Linked DNA regions of Mus musculus: region 1 is linked to region 2. A link is a contact called in public Hi-C data. All regions are on one chromosome and are shown on one strand. Each heading gives the region's core, a stretch centred on a gene start, on an enhancer-like site or on the middle of the called end of the contact. The rest is flanking DNA. Distances are from core to core; before and after follow the strand shown.

Region 1 (6,687 bases), core at 2,195-4,694, 50 kb after region 2:
CCCATGACAGACATCAGTGTGTAAATTATTAGCGAGGTGTCAAAAGTCATCACCTGTGTTTCACATAAGCCTTGGGGACTACAAACCACCTCCACTTCAGAAACCCAGCACGCCCATCCACACAATGAGCAGGTGTCAGCGTAGTTAGAGGTAGCTTTGAACTACACACGTTAGTGAAGACAAATAGAAACCTTATAACTGGACAAACACCGTGCATAGTTTGCTCTTCTTATGGTTTACACAGCAGACCATGGCTGAGAGACTCTTCATGTGAGACTGTAATAGCAGTGAGCAAAGAGAAATTTCAAAATAAGCACCTGAATGGGTGTGTTGAGAACCTAGGAAAAACTTTGATCCGGCAGTTCTACTTGGATCACATATAAGCTTATGCATAGACATGTAATTACACAGAAAGATGTTGTTAATAGTGAAAGATTTACTATAATCTCAAGAACCATTATTTGAGACCTGTGCCACCATATCATGGGACTCTACAAACCAAAAGAACATAAGTTAACAGTTAGATACACTGAAAATATATAAAAAGTGAAGGCACATATTATATACAGCACATCCATGTAGTAAAACATATGCACATACATATGTTCAAACATATATGTATATATGTATATATATGTGCTGCATATGTGGATATGTATATATGTTTATAATTTTGTTAGAAAAAATGTGTAATGTATATAAAAAGCAGGAGAGAAGTACTTTTAATTGTATATCGTTTAAAGTAATTTTACCACAGCCATACATAGAAATAGAGGCAGAAAACCTTAAAAATATCATAAGAGCTAGGAATACTCATAGTAGCTGTTCTACTAATACTATGTGTTTTAAAAAAAGATTTATAAAAATTGCAATGGGGGCTGGAGAGATGGCTCAGCGGGTAAGAGCACTGACTGCTCTTCCAAAGGTCCTGAGTTCAAATCTCAGCAACCACATAGTGGCTCACAACCACCCGTAATGAGATCTGATGCCTTCTTCTCGTGTGACTGAAGACAGCAAAAGTGCACTTATTTATAATAAATAAAATCTTTTAAAAACTGCAATGGACAGGAGTCTGTCAGATCAGGCACTAGGAGAAGTACAGACAATAACTCTATATTCATAAGCTCATGTGAAACCCAATGGTGTGGCAAAGTGCAGCTCTGTCAGCAGAGAAGGGACACCTCTCTGTTTGTCAGGTTGTCTTCTCAAAAAGAGACATGCAAATTGGTAACAGAAGCACACTAAGATCCGGCAAAACTCTGGCCTTAAGACTTGCAACCCAGAGTGAAAGATCTCCCTCGCTCTCTCTCTCTCTCCCTCTCTCTCCCCCTCCATATATATATATATATATATATATATATATATATATATATATATGCATTTATATTGGCATATATATGAGCAATGCCATCACAATAGATACTAAGATGATCTTGTGCAGCAGAAATAGATTTTTGAAAGAAAGATGCTGAACCAAACAAAGGCCTCTTGAGAACATTAAAATCAATTTTCCACCCATTTACTGAACTCTTATCAAGTCAGGAAAAATGCACCCCTAGAATGACAAGAAACTTCAGCATGTGCACTCGCTTGAATCATTGAGCAGGCTCTTCCAAAGGACAGAACTGTGGCCGTTTATTTCTATCTTACCACTTCTAATAGAGACTCCAACTTAATCTCAGAGATTGTCCTTTTTAAACGATTAAAAACTCTTAGGGGAATTATTTCCATCTCCTTCAGCTCCGGAAACTGCCAAGCCTTAGACAGCCAACCTGACCGATTTAAGTCATCCCAGCTGCAACACTAGGGCATGGGAAGCTGATAGTACAGGGCTTTCCAAGAAGATACCGCATGAACACCCATTTAGAGCCAGCCACAGCTGCATGCAGAGCTCACGCAGGCCGGACACTAGTGTTCAAAACCCTCTGCCTTACAAACTTCCAGGGTAGGTGTCTGAACGCGAGTGTACAGCTCTGGTTTTCATGAGAATGACTTAAAGGAAGGACCATCTCCTGACCACGCATCTCATCTCAGTCTCTGGATTCTTCCCTTTCAGCGATGCCTCCCAAATAGCTGATGCCCACACGGGAAAAGCACTTCTCCCTGCAACTGGAATTGGTAAGCAGCAGAAGCAGTGGGCTTCTCCCTTTCTCTGGGTTTCAGCTCCTCCCCTTCTTCCACAAGGAACCATTCTCGCCTCCCCAAATCTGCTTCAACAATGGCCCAGGATTCCCTCCAGCCAGGACTTCTCCTCTGGGCCAGGAACAAGGCGAGTTATCTGAACAAGAGTTGATGACCGAGTAACTTTGGCACTTCCAGGCTGTCTCCCGGGGATCTCACCCAGGGTCCTCTACGGGCCAGAACCTGCCCTGTCAGTTGCTGTGGATCTTAAAGTCCCAAGAAGGGCGAGGGGAGGCACACCGAAGCAGCTGGGAGCTTCCCTTACCCTTTCAGCGCATCGTGTCCTCCGCCGCCTCTTCTCTTGGCCCGATTGGCTCTGGTCTCCTTCAGGCTCCCAGCCTCCAAATTGGCGTCCGCCCCATGGCTCGTGTAGGACTCGAGGAGCAGGGCGAACGCCAGCGCGACCTCCAGCAGCCCTCCTCGCCGCATGGTGCCGCCGGCCGCCACTCGCTCCGCCGCCGCCGCCGCCGCCGCCGCCGCGCCTTCCAGCGGCCCGAGTCTCCGGGGTCCCGCTGTCTCACTGTCCGGCTGTCCTGATGCAGAGAGGTCCCCGGCCTGGGTCCTACAGCTTTCTTCTCCAGGGACTGCTCCCACTTCGGGTAGTCCCTGCCTGTCCTGCAACACAGACAAGTCCCCAAGGCGGGGAGGTGAGACACTCAGGGCTCCGGGATGCTGAAAGCTCGCAGTCCCCGGTGCCGAGCCCAGACCGCGCGCCGCCTGCGCGTGGCGCAGTTACTCGGAGGAACGAGGACCACTCGATCCCAACTAGCTGCAGAGCCAGAACCCGGCGACTGGCATCCGCGGACCCTGTGGCCTCGCGGCGCCAAGTACCGTGTCCCTAGGGAGCCCAGGCGTCCCGCGAGCGGACTGCCTACACGGTCTTAATGGCACTGATTGCGCGCGGTGACGGCTGACGCCCCAGCTCTCCAAAAAGGGTCCTCTCCGCCCACATACCGGGTCATGGCCAACCCCGCCAGTCCCCTGCATCCGACGTGGAGCAGGGCACTGCAGTCCCGGATCTTGCAGCTGTCAGGCAGAGAGGGCCAGCTGCAGATGCTCGAGACATCCCCTCACCCTGCCCGGCCTCCTGCCCTGGATGCCGCGCAAACGGCCCTCCAGCCACCCGCCTGCCGCCCGACCCTGGCGGGACCCCATGAGACCCACTGGACTAGCGGCTCGGACTCTCAGGCGGCGGTGGCTGCTCTGCTCCGCAGCTGTCCCAGCTGTGGCCGCCTGTGGCACCCACAGTCTCTGCCCCAACTCTGCGGCCCCCTCCTTTCCCACCTCTTCAAGTATCGTCCGCGCAGCGGTTTCTCGCGAGAGAAATACTTTTTTAAAAAAAAGAAAGAAAGAAAAAGAAAATGACACCCTCCCCACCTCCCCCCATCACCACCCCACCCCCGGCCCCATCTATCCTCCCTTTCCACTCCCCTCTGCCAGCCACCGCCCGGACCCGGGCCTCCCTCATTCGCAGGATCAGTGCCCTGGGAGGAGGCGGAGGTGATCCAGTCCTGCCTGGCCTGGGATATTCCGTCCCAGGGTGGGGAAGAGAGGGAATGGGAAGAGGTGGAGTAGCGGTTTAGACCGATCTGCCTGCGGCTGAGAGGTCCAGACCCGAGATTCCCGCGATCAGAAGCACGGAGAGCTGGGCCACCTGCGCGGAGAACGCATGCTGGACACCTTGGCCAACGAGGCCCAGGAGGCCCTGGCTGGAAAGGGGCTCTGTGGCAGTGGCCCTCGCTTCTCAGCCCAGTCTTCTGCTGTCTGGCTGGGAGGAGAAATTGTAGGCTCCGAGGCTCAGGCAGGGCTTGTGGTGAGGCCACCACCACTGAGCCAGCCAACAGGTTAGCGGCGGCGAAAGGGGCATGCCAGTGTCAGGAGCCCGCTGGAGGAGCAATTCTCCCGAGGCTCAGGTCAAGCTACTCACCTAGGCTAAATGAAGAGGCTGCGAAAGTCTCAGTCTGTGATGTGGGGGCCTGTGATTTGGGTTTCAGACAATCCTCCCGCCCAACTCTCAGTTAGGAATGGGGTTTCCTAAAATAACCCTATTTTCACATGTGTACACACTATACAGAGAGCACATACACACACATGCATGGGATTGGGGTGGGGTGGGGGTGTCTGAAATCCACATCGGGCTCGACCGCAGGGACCAGGGACTCCAGTCACCAACTGTCACTTTCCACACAGTTACCCTAAGAATGCACGCATCTTGTTGACCCGGATTTTTCTTGTTTTCAACATCTTGTGCCCGGATATGAGATTATAGAGATCGAGGCATGTTATCAACTCCATCTTCTTTTCAAAATGGACCACGCCTCATGATAATGGACTCACTGCACTGCTTCGATACCTGAATAGGAAGACTTAAACACTGATTTAAATTCATAATTATTTAAATATATTATCTAGTTTAATTGAGGTCTTACTTTCAAAAAAAAATCCTCTTAACAGATCCATGAACTGGAGATTCCGTCCTACATCTTCAGGTGAGAAAAGAGGTATTCATTCGAGGGCCAGGAGATGGCTCTGAGCAAATAAAGCACCAAGCCTGGTAACGTGCGTTCTAGCACCAGGAACTACCTGGCAGAAGGAAGGAAAGACTCCTGAATGTGTCCTCTGACCAACGTACTCGGCATACGCATGCGCACAAGTGAGCACATATACTCCAAATGTCGTCAAATAAAGAACCATTCATTGAAGAAGTAGCTATTGAACACTTGTGCCACCTGGCCCACGGATGAATCAGAATCACTTGCAAGTAAGCCAGGAGTTTCAGTCCCTTTGCACAGCAGGTGATCGACAGGGAAGGCAAGCTTGAAACAAATAGTAGCTCATATGTTACATGCCAACAAACACGGGGCACTGCTTAGATGATGTATGTGACCATGACTAGACATAGGCTAGGGCCAATAGAGGAGGCTTCCCTGATAAAGTATCATTGAACCCTTTTAAGGCACCATGGCGACTTAGAAAGAGCAAAAGTTCTTAACTATAGATACACAGTAAGTTCTAGGAACTTAAAAAGAAATAGGCAAGGACCCAGTTTTTTAAAGTCTGTGGTGGACATTGACATGGCTATTTTTCAAAGATCCCCACAAATCCAAAGGGGTGGTAGGGATATTACTAAAGGTGGGAAAGGGGTCCAAACCGAGGAACCATAGTCCCATGGTCGGCAGAAGCAAGGTTTCTGGGGGTTAGGGAGGACTTTGGTCTGACCTCTGTGTATCAGGCTGTTCTGAACCCACTGTGCAATCTAGAAACTGCCTGATTTCTCTGTATTCAAGTGGTATGCAAGAGGCAATGTGATCCTGTCCCCTGTCTCCTGGAGGCTGCTCCTTGGCAACATAATGGAACAGAGCGACTGAACGCAGGGCCCTCGGAAGGCTTTGTCCAGGTAGCACAGAGCAAACCCCAGTAAGGGTTCCATTTATCTCATAGTATGATCACCAAGTTCTCCCCAGCAAGTGGAGAGCTGGCAAGGGCTGCGGCAGTCCTCCAGCCTGCCTTTCGCTTTCAGTTTCTCCTCCCCTGGACTTCCACATGGAACAGCTTTTCCTACAAAAGAGAACCATAGATATAACTGAAAGAGCCAATGGAGTTCCTTCCTGGGGAGTGATATGATGACAGCTTCAAAATCTCACCCCATTTTTCACCCACTCCATTATTATTCTCTGTACTGAAGAAAGACACCCACACATTTGCAGCCACTGACAGAGCCTTGGTGTGCCTCAGTTGCCCCACTGCTTTCTTAAGAATGAGTGAAGTGAATCTTGGCTGTGGAGATGAACATAAGTGTAAGTTGACTGATAGCCATTGAATGATGTATCCATGTGTTCTACCTTTTATTACTTAGCTATTCATTAGCCAATTTGACCAAAGTAAAGCACCCTCTTCTAACCACCTCACCAAAGATGAGACTATATTGCCATCGTTTTCCAGAACTTTTCTTTATCAAACATTTTGACTACTTAACTTTTAAGTCTTTCCCTATAATCCCGCCATTCTAACGCTTTCTCCATTTCTCATGAGTCCTTGTCCCTATGTCACATCTTACATGGTCATAACCACAGGGTCTATGTAGTTTTGTCTTCTGTTGAACAGAGGGGAGAATTTGTTCTCGCTTCAGACTTAGCCTTCGCATTTTGCAGATGGGGGTCCCTGGGTGAGGTTGGCCTAGCCATACTTCTGGCAAAGAGCATGTACAAATGTTGAATTATGTTATTGAAATAGCTTTCATTACCTCAATCCCCCAAAGCAAACAGTTCCTCTCCACCCAAAACAACAGCTCCATTTCCCAGTCTCATTTCACTTGTGTTTTGATGAGTTCTGGGTCCCACCCTGGTATTGCCTGTCATTTTTTTTTTCTTACCAGACATAACAGATACCAGCCCAACAGCAGAGGAAAGTAAAGAAGAGGCCTGGCCAGCAAGAAGGGATGTAACACTGGATCCATCACAAATTAAAAACACACCCTCCCTGGGTACCATTCAACCCATGTTTACT
Region 2 (6,655 bases), core at 3,241-5,740:
TTCTAAAACTAGAATGCTCTGTATAAAGTCAACTATTATCCTAAAAGGAGTGAATTTTTGAAAGATAACAGAGGAAAAGAATCCAGACAACCATTTAAAGGATAAAATAGTGATAGAGAAAGAAACAGTGTCTCCATTGTTCCCGGGCAGCTGTGGACCTGCCTTTGCAACGCTTCGGGTGAGAATTCTTGCTGTAAGCTAGAATTCCATACTAACCACTTATGTTGCCTTAAAAAGCTTCCTGTAATGCATTCAATACTTCACTTTTACAGCATAAAGACAAAACCAGAGTGTGGGTCACTCTATGGAGAATGTCAAAGTTTGATCCATTCTTCTTTTTCGGCAGTTACTGAGGCAACAACAGCATTTCCATACACGTCTTTTTATTTCTCATCAAACATCTTAGTTTTCTTTCCTTTTTCTTTTTACTCCAATTTTCCAGTTGTTCCTCAGGTACCTTCCTACACTGTGACACTATCAAAGGCCATACAGCCTATGTATACATCACAGCAAAGAGAACATATGGAGTCTTTAGGTTTCTGACAATCTGACAGTTGCAACATTTGCATTTCATGGGATGACTGAGGGAATCTGACAAATGTTTGCCACTTCTAGTCTCAGAAACAGAACACAATTGCTAACTGTTGGCCTTCAGTCAAACACCCCAGTTTCCACTGACCTAGGAAACTTGCTGTATGTAATCCTGCATCCAGTTTCAAAGTGTTTCTGTCCAGTCTCTACACTGCCCTGTGTCTTCTGTATGCTGCTTCCTCTGTGTGACTTTGCAAACCAAGACTCAGGCTATGGATGTAGATAACCCCACAGGCAGGAAGTGTGTCTTGGTGGACACCCCAAATAAAGCATGGGAAAAAAGAAACCAGATATACATTAGGCCATTCCAGTGAGTCAAGACTGTGCCAAAAGCCACACACCCGAATTTGAGTTTCTTCTTAAAGCCAGATCTTCTTGTGACCAAATATTTCTCAGGGGAAGAACACTGGCAGCATATTAATCCATGTCACTTTAGGCTACCCAAAGGAACACACTGAATGCCTGTCATTCTTAACCCCCCTCTTTGCAGCCACAGATTAGCTACACTGACTATTCTGTTATATGGAATTAAACTAAGGCAACGTCATAATCATGCACAGTGACTGGAAAGTTATGCTCCGTACGGCAGGCCAAACGCTTGCTGTGATTTTGTGCTGTTACCTTGGTAACTGAGGAAGCTAATCACTGAACATCTCCACAGCCATGTGGCCACTCACGTTCTCCACTTTGAGCCACAGGTGGGGACAGGACAGATGAGTGCTTTCAGCACTCATTGAATGTCTTTTAGATTAAAGGCATTCTCTAGTTCTGTGACATGGCAGTCCCAAAGCTTGTTCCCACAGAGACTTTCTACTTCAAATTCCCAGTTGTTTGCATGATAAAGAGAACTCCATGCCTCCTGAGAAACAAGCCAGACTGATCCCAAGAGACAACTGATTCTCAACCTTTCCCTGGCTCCTAGCTTCCATGACCGACCCTCAAAAGAGGCCAGAGAAAAGGCTCGGCGGTGGAAGCATTAGCTGTCATGCCTGATGACCTGACATCCGAGAACCCACATAGTGAAGGAGAGACCCAGCTCCTGAAAACACACACACACAAAGAGAGAGAGAGAGATTTCAAGCTCCTTCGGGACCTCTTCTCTTCCTATTTAAGCCAAAGCTCAATTTCCATGAGGCCTCAAACCCCTCATATTTCAATAAAAATTTTATTCATCACAGCCTCAGCCAAAGACTGCCAATCATACAATAGCGTTTTATAATTAAAGACAATCTCTCCCAATAAACTCAATCCAAAAGATTTTCTTGGTCATATAAAATTGAGATCTTAAAAAGACTGATCAAAAGACTAAGGGACACAGGACAGAAATTACAAAATGTCAATCCAAAATTAAAGAGGTGTATGGACCGAGAGGAAGAAATAAAGACGCTTAATATCAGAGGGTCCATTAAAAATAGCCAATGAGCCGGGCAGTGGTGGCGCAAGCCTTTAATCCCAGCACTTGGGAGGCAGAGACAGGCAGAGTTCTGAGTTCGGGGCCAGCCTGGTCTACAGAGTGAGTTCCAGGACAGCCAGGGCTCCACAGAGAAACCCTGTCTCAAAAACAAAACAACAACAACAACAACAACAAAACAAAAAACCAAAAAACATAAACAAAAATAGCCAATGATTGAGAGTGGCAGCCATGGGTGCCACAGGTTGGGGGCACATCCACATGACACCTGAGCTGTTGTGGAAGCCATGGACCTCATTTTTAGGCCCCCACTTTGGTGTTGGCTACTAGGGTTCCCTCCAGCCCCAGTTTTCCTGGCTATAAAATAATCCTGCCTCCCAAGGCGGAGTGAGCTAGGGATGTCTATGTGTATCCTACAGGTCTAGGCTTCATGGCATAGGAGAGAGCACTTTTCACAGAATTCACTGGTTGCGTTTGACACTGTTCATAGTTTTAAAAGTTAGAGGATTTTCAACATATATATGGAAGTGCCATTGTTTTGTATACTAACCTAAAACCCAAAGCAACCCTGCCTACAGGGGTCAGGGGGTAGATCAATCATTTCTTAAGTGACTCAAAAGAATTGTGATAAATGCTTACTGAGTTACTGAATGCTAGACATTGGTTATAAGGTGGTGAACAAGATGAGTGACCACCTGCCCCCCCCCCCATGGAATAGAACCATGCTAACAAACCAGCAAACCCCTACTTGATTCTTTTTTTTTTTTTTTTTTTTTTTGGTTGTTTCGAGACAGGGTTTCTCTGTGGAGCTTTGGCTGCCCTGGAACTCACTCTGTAGACCAGGCTGGCCTTGAACTAAGAAATCTGCCTGCCTCTGCCTCCCAAGTGCTGGGATTAAAGGTGTGCACCACCACGGCCCGGCCCCTACTTCATTCTTATATAAACTGCTCCATGCAGCCTACTCTTGTACACAGTGATGTCACTATCTACTGTTTCGTTTTCAATATCTTTTAGACCCAGTAAGAACTTACCCTTCTGAAGCCCACAAAACCATACGTGGCATTCTAAAACAGGACATGACCAAACAGTATGTTGCTAGGTGGCTGTTGTTATTTCTGACAGAAACTATTACAAATGTATCTAGTGACTGAGGAGGTGGCCATGACTTGTCCAAATAGCGACTGATTTATGGAGGGCAGAACTGCAATTAGGACATCCAAAGGCGTTCCCAGGGGATAAGTCTGCAGACATCCACTCAAAAGCATGCATTGTCTCATAATGCGTAGTGTTTCAACAATTCACGTTCATGGTGTCCTTGTTTCTAGGTCACCCAGATTCCAACTCAATGATGATTCCAGGGAAAAACTAGGGGCTCAGAGCTGCATGAGCACAGGAATTAGAGAAAGAAAGCAATGTACATGATAAAATTATCAAGATCCCTCTGTCTTCAAAGAAAACCACAAAGAACCCTCTCATCTTAACAGAGTCAGTATTTCAGGGCTCATTGGGGGCATTTTATGTATCAATCTGAGACTTGGTCTATTAATGTAATGAAGAAAAATCTATTATATGAGGCTCCTCAGTATGTCCAGAAGAGGTGCTATGATACCAGCACAGTTTAGGAGCTGGGGCAATTGTATTACATCTGCTACTTCAGACATGCGCTCTCTCACCAATACACAGTAGTAACTTTATATCTCCTCTCCACTTATAGCAATTTCCTTTCAGGTTAGGATGCCTAAAATGATCTATTTATATTTGTAATTGTATGAAAATGTGTAGGTGTGTGCATGTGAGAGGTCTATGCATGTGAGTGCAGGTTTCTCGGGAGGCCAAAGGTGCTGACTCCCTTGGAGGCTGTGAGTCGCTGCCTGACGTGGATGTTGGTACTAGAACTGGGGTCTTCTGAAAAGAGACGTGTGCTCTCTTAACCACTGAGTCATCTCTCCAGCGCTAAGATGCCTTCTTGTTCAGGCTGAGCTTCATAGACCTTAACACTAATAAAGATGCTTTGAAAGCTGTAGGTTTAAACTACTCCAATATTTTGGTTTTCAAAGCTTGCGTCTTCCAGAACCAACATTTTTATTGCTTTGAAATAAAAGAAGAGTGGCTTGTGGTGCTACACCTGGAGGCCTTTTTTGACTCCAACCTGACGATGCTGTCTGTAGACTCAAGTTATCAGAGCCACTGTAAAATTAAGTATGAATTCGGGCAGCTGCTCCTACCGTTCTGCCAGCCATCAGTATCTAACCCGTCTCACTGATTTTTAGAATGCCACACTACTGAGGGTCACACAGCTGTTGTTTGAGTGCGAAGCTTCTCCTGTAATCTCCACCTGTGTGAACTTGGTCCCCAGTTTTTGGTGGGACGTTTTAGGAGGGTTGTGGAACCCTTAGGAGTCGGAGCCTCTCTGGAGGAAGTGAGTCACTTGTGGTGGGACTTGGGGGGGGGGGGGGTAGCAGTGCTTCCAGGCAGCTCTCTGCTACATGACTGTAGATACCATGTGACTAGCCACTTCCGACCCCTCCTGCCATGCTGTCTCTGCCAGGACAGACTGTATCCTTTCTTAAACCACGAGCCAACATTTGTGTCAGATATTTTATAACAGCCATGAGAATAATAAGGAATAAAAACACACCCCTAAAGTACCTCTTTTATCTTGCTGCTGGGTTTTTGTGAAGGGGCAGGTTCACACTTCATTTGGTTGTATGTGTCCATAAAAGTAGTAAAACCTTCCATAAACTTTATCTAGGGTGGACAGTGAGCGCTTCTCACAGCCTCGATCGGCATTATATATTATCAAGGATGTGGCCGACCTCTGCTTCCTCATTATTTTTTGCACGTTGCCCTCCTGTGGTGTCAGTCTGTGGTACAACTGCATGCAATAGCTGGGCGTGTGTTAAGGAAATGCATATGGCTGATAATATATTCGAGAGGAAAGCTGGTTGCATCTGAATCGATCCGAAAACTTCTAAATGGAGAGTGGGGGATGCGGGGGGGGGGGGTGTTGGTGATCACAGTAGAGCCTCTAAAGGAGAGGTCTGATTTTATTGGTATGGTAACTTTCATGACATCATTTATGAAGAAGCTACATCTGGCAAAGAGTGAGGACGCCAGTCACCAGCAATGCATGATTGAGTCCTGGGTTCAGTGCTTCCACTGTACCTTCTCAACACTTTCACCAGGCACAGGCCTTCATCACATCCATTGTACAGATCAGAGAAGTAAAACGAAAGCAGTTAGTTGCCTACGGCCCCATGGCCAGCAAATGGAAGGATTTCTCTCCAGAACCTGTGCCCTTAGTATATTCCCAAGAATTCCGGGAATGGCAAAGCAGTTAAGAAAAATGATATCTCCTAGACAGGAATTTTTTTAAGTAACATTAAAATGATAGTCATATAATATTAAAATGAAATAGGGGCTCCTTTGGGGTGGAAGTTAGTCTGGAAATGATTTTCCTATTAATTCCTCTAATTCATAAAAGATAAAGAAAAACAACCCATAAGCCACAAGGAGCCCACAGTGAGGGACCCACGATGGGGCTGTGGATGTCTTCAACCAGCTGTCTTCTATGGGTTTTGTGAGAACTTGTCCCACTTGGTAAGTGGAAACATGACAGGAAGAATGTGGTTCTAAATGAAGGCTGACAAGCGCCGAGCTACTCCAGGTTATGAGCTCTAAAAAATAATCAAGAATTTTCTATGCTGTTTAAAGGCTGTCTTCCTCAAGGAAGACAGGTCAATTCTACTGCATACTGTTTCCAGTGCCAGCCCCGAATCATTAAGATGTTCCGTGTGCCTTGGATTTTATTCTTCCCATGCTAGAGAAAGGTGCAAAATACTGTCCTCTTCTCAAGTGAAGTTTATAAGTCATATAAGGAAAGACTGGATCGAAACTGCTGAGGGGACCTTGTGTTGCTTTGCTCTAAAGTTCATGAGACTGATTTAGAGAGACCAGGATCTCTGAGACAGCGCAAGCATCCCAGGGTGACTTGACGGAAAGCCCAGCTCCTCAAAAGCAAGCCCGAGCTTATAAAAAACACTTTCCCTTTGGATAAACATGGGCCTGACTTGCAAGCCTTCACTTATAGCCTGGCTCAGTGTCCTGCAACAATGAAGGTCAAAGGGGCCTCCGTGGGGACAGTAGCCAGGGAACAGCTCACCAGAAAGAAACAGACACAGCCCTATTTTATGAATTGAGACCCTAAACCAGTGGTTCTCAACCTCCCTAGTGCTGCAACCCTTTAATATGGTTCCTCATGTCATAGTGATCCCCAACTATAAAATTATCCCCTTGCTACTTCATAACTAATTTTGCTACTGTTATGAATTGTAATGTAAATATTTGATATGCCAGATATCTGATATGTGACCAGCAAAGTGTCGCAACCCACAGGTTGAGAAATGCTGCTCTAGAATATTTTCATTTTCTAAGGAAACAAAGATCCCAATCTATTGTCGACTTTTAAAGTTCTGGAACAATTCAGAGCCAAGGGTTTGTTGATGAGGAGGCACAGTGGGAAAGCTGTTGAATGCTCCATTCATGTCCTCCACAGACTCCATCCCTCCACACAGGTTGGTGATAGGCATTTACAGTCATGTCCACATGGGATACAGAACATTTTCAATCCTCTCAGAGAATGAGGGAGTGTCT

What was found. Hi-C and Micro-C count contacts between places; a contact is called where the count stands out from the background.
Region 1: a Hi-C map of muscle stem cells shows a contact between it and region 2, with 1.5 times the contacts expected there. The contact joins the promoter of Fbn1 here to the enhancer-like site in region 2. A contact is called at or near these places in 10 of 484 Hi-C or Micro-C datasets (the 3T3-L1 cell line, LSK cells, Sertoli cells and 6 more), 2 of 115 datasets of contacts at active chromatin or transcription factors (embryonic stem cells and heart atrium) and 3 of 9 other capture datasets (adipose tissue, liver and pancreatic islet).

Annotation. Positions count from the first base shown.
Region 1 is chr2:125,502,994-125,509,680 of GRCm38.p6, forward strand. It overlaps Fbn1 (fibrillin 1), which reads right to left and starts at 3,445. Exons shown (of 66, transcript NM_007993.2): 1 at 3,346-3,445; 2 at 2,447-2,796. The coding sequence starts at 2,610.
Region 2 is chr2:125,451,756-125,458,410 of GRCm38.p6, forward strand. All of the region lies in intron 6 of Fbn1 (fibrillin 1), which reads right to left. Among named protein-coding and RNA genes, the nearest start is that of Fbn1, 51 kb to the right of the region's middle. Within about 2 kb of position 4,491, at least 44 of the 459 cell types and tissues checked have an H3K27ac peak or open chromatin away from gene starts, as enhancers often do. A contact at or near this core is called in LSK cells and muscle stem cells, where this site is marked.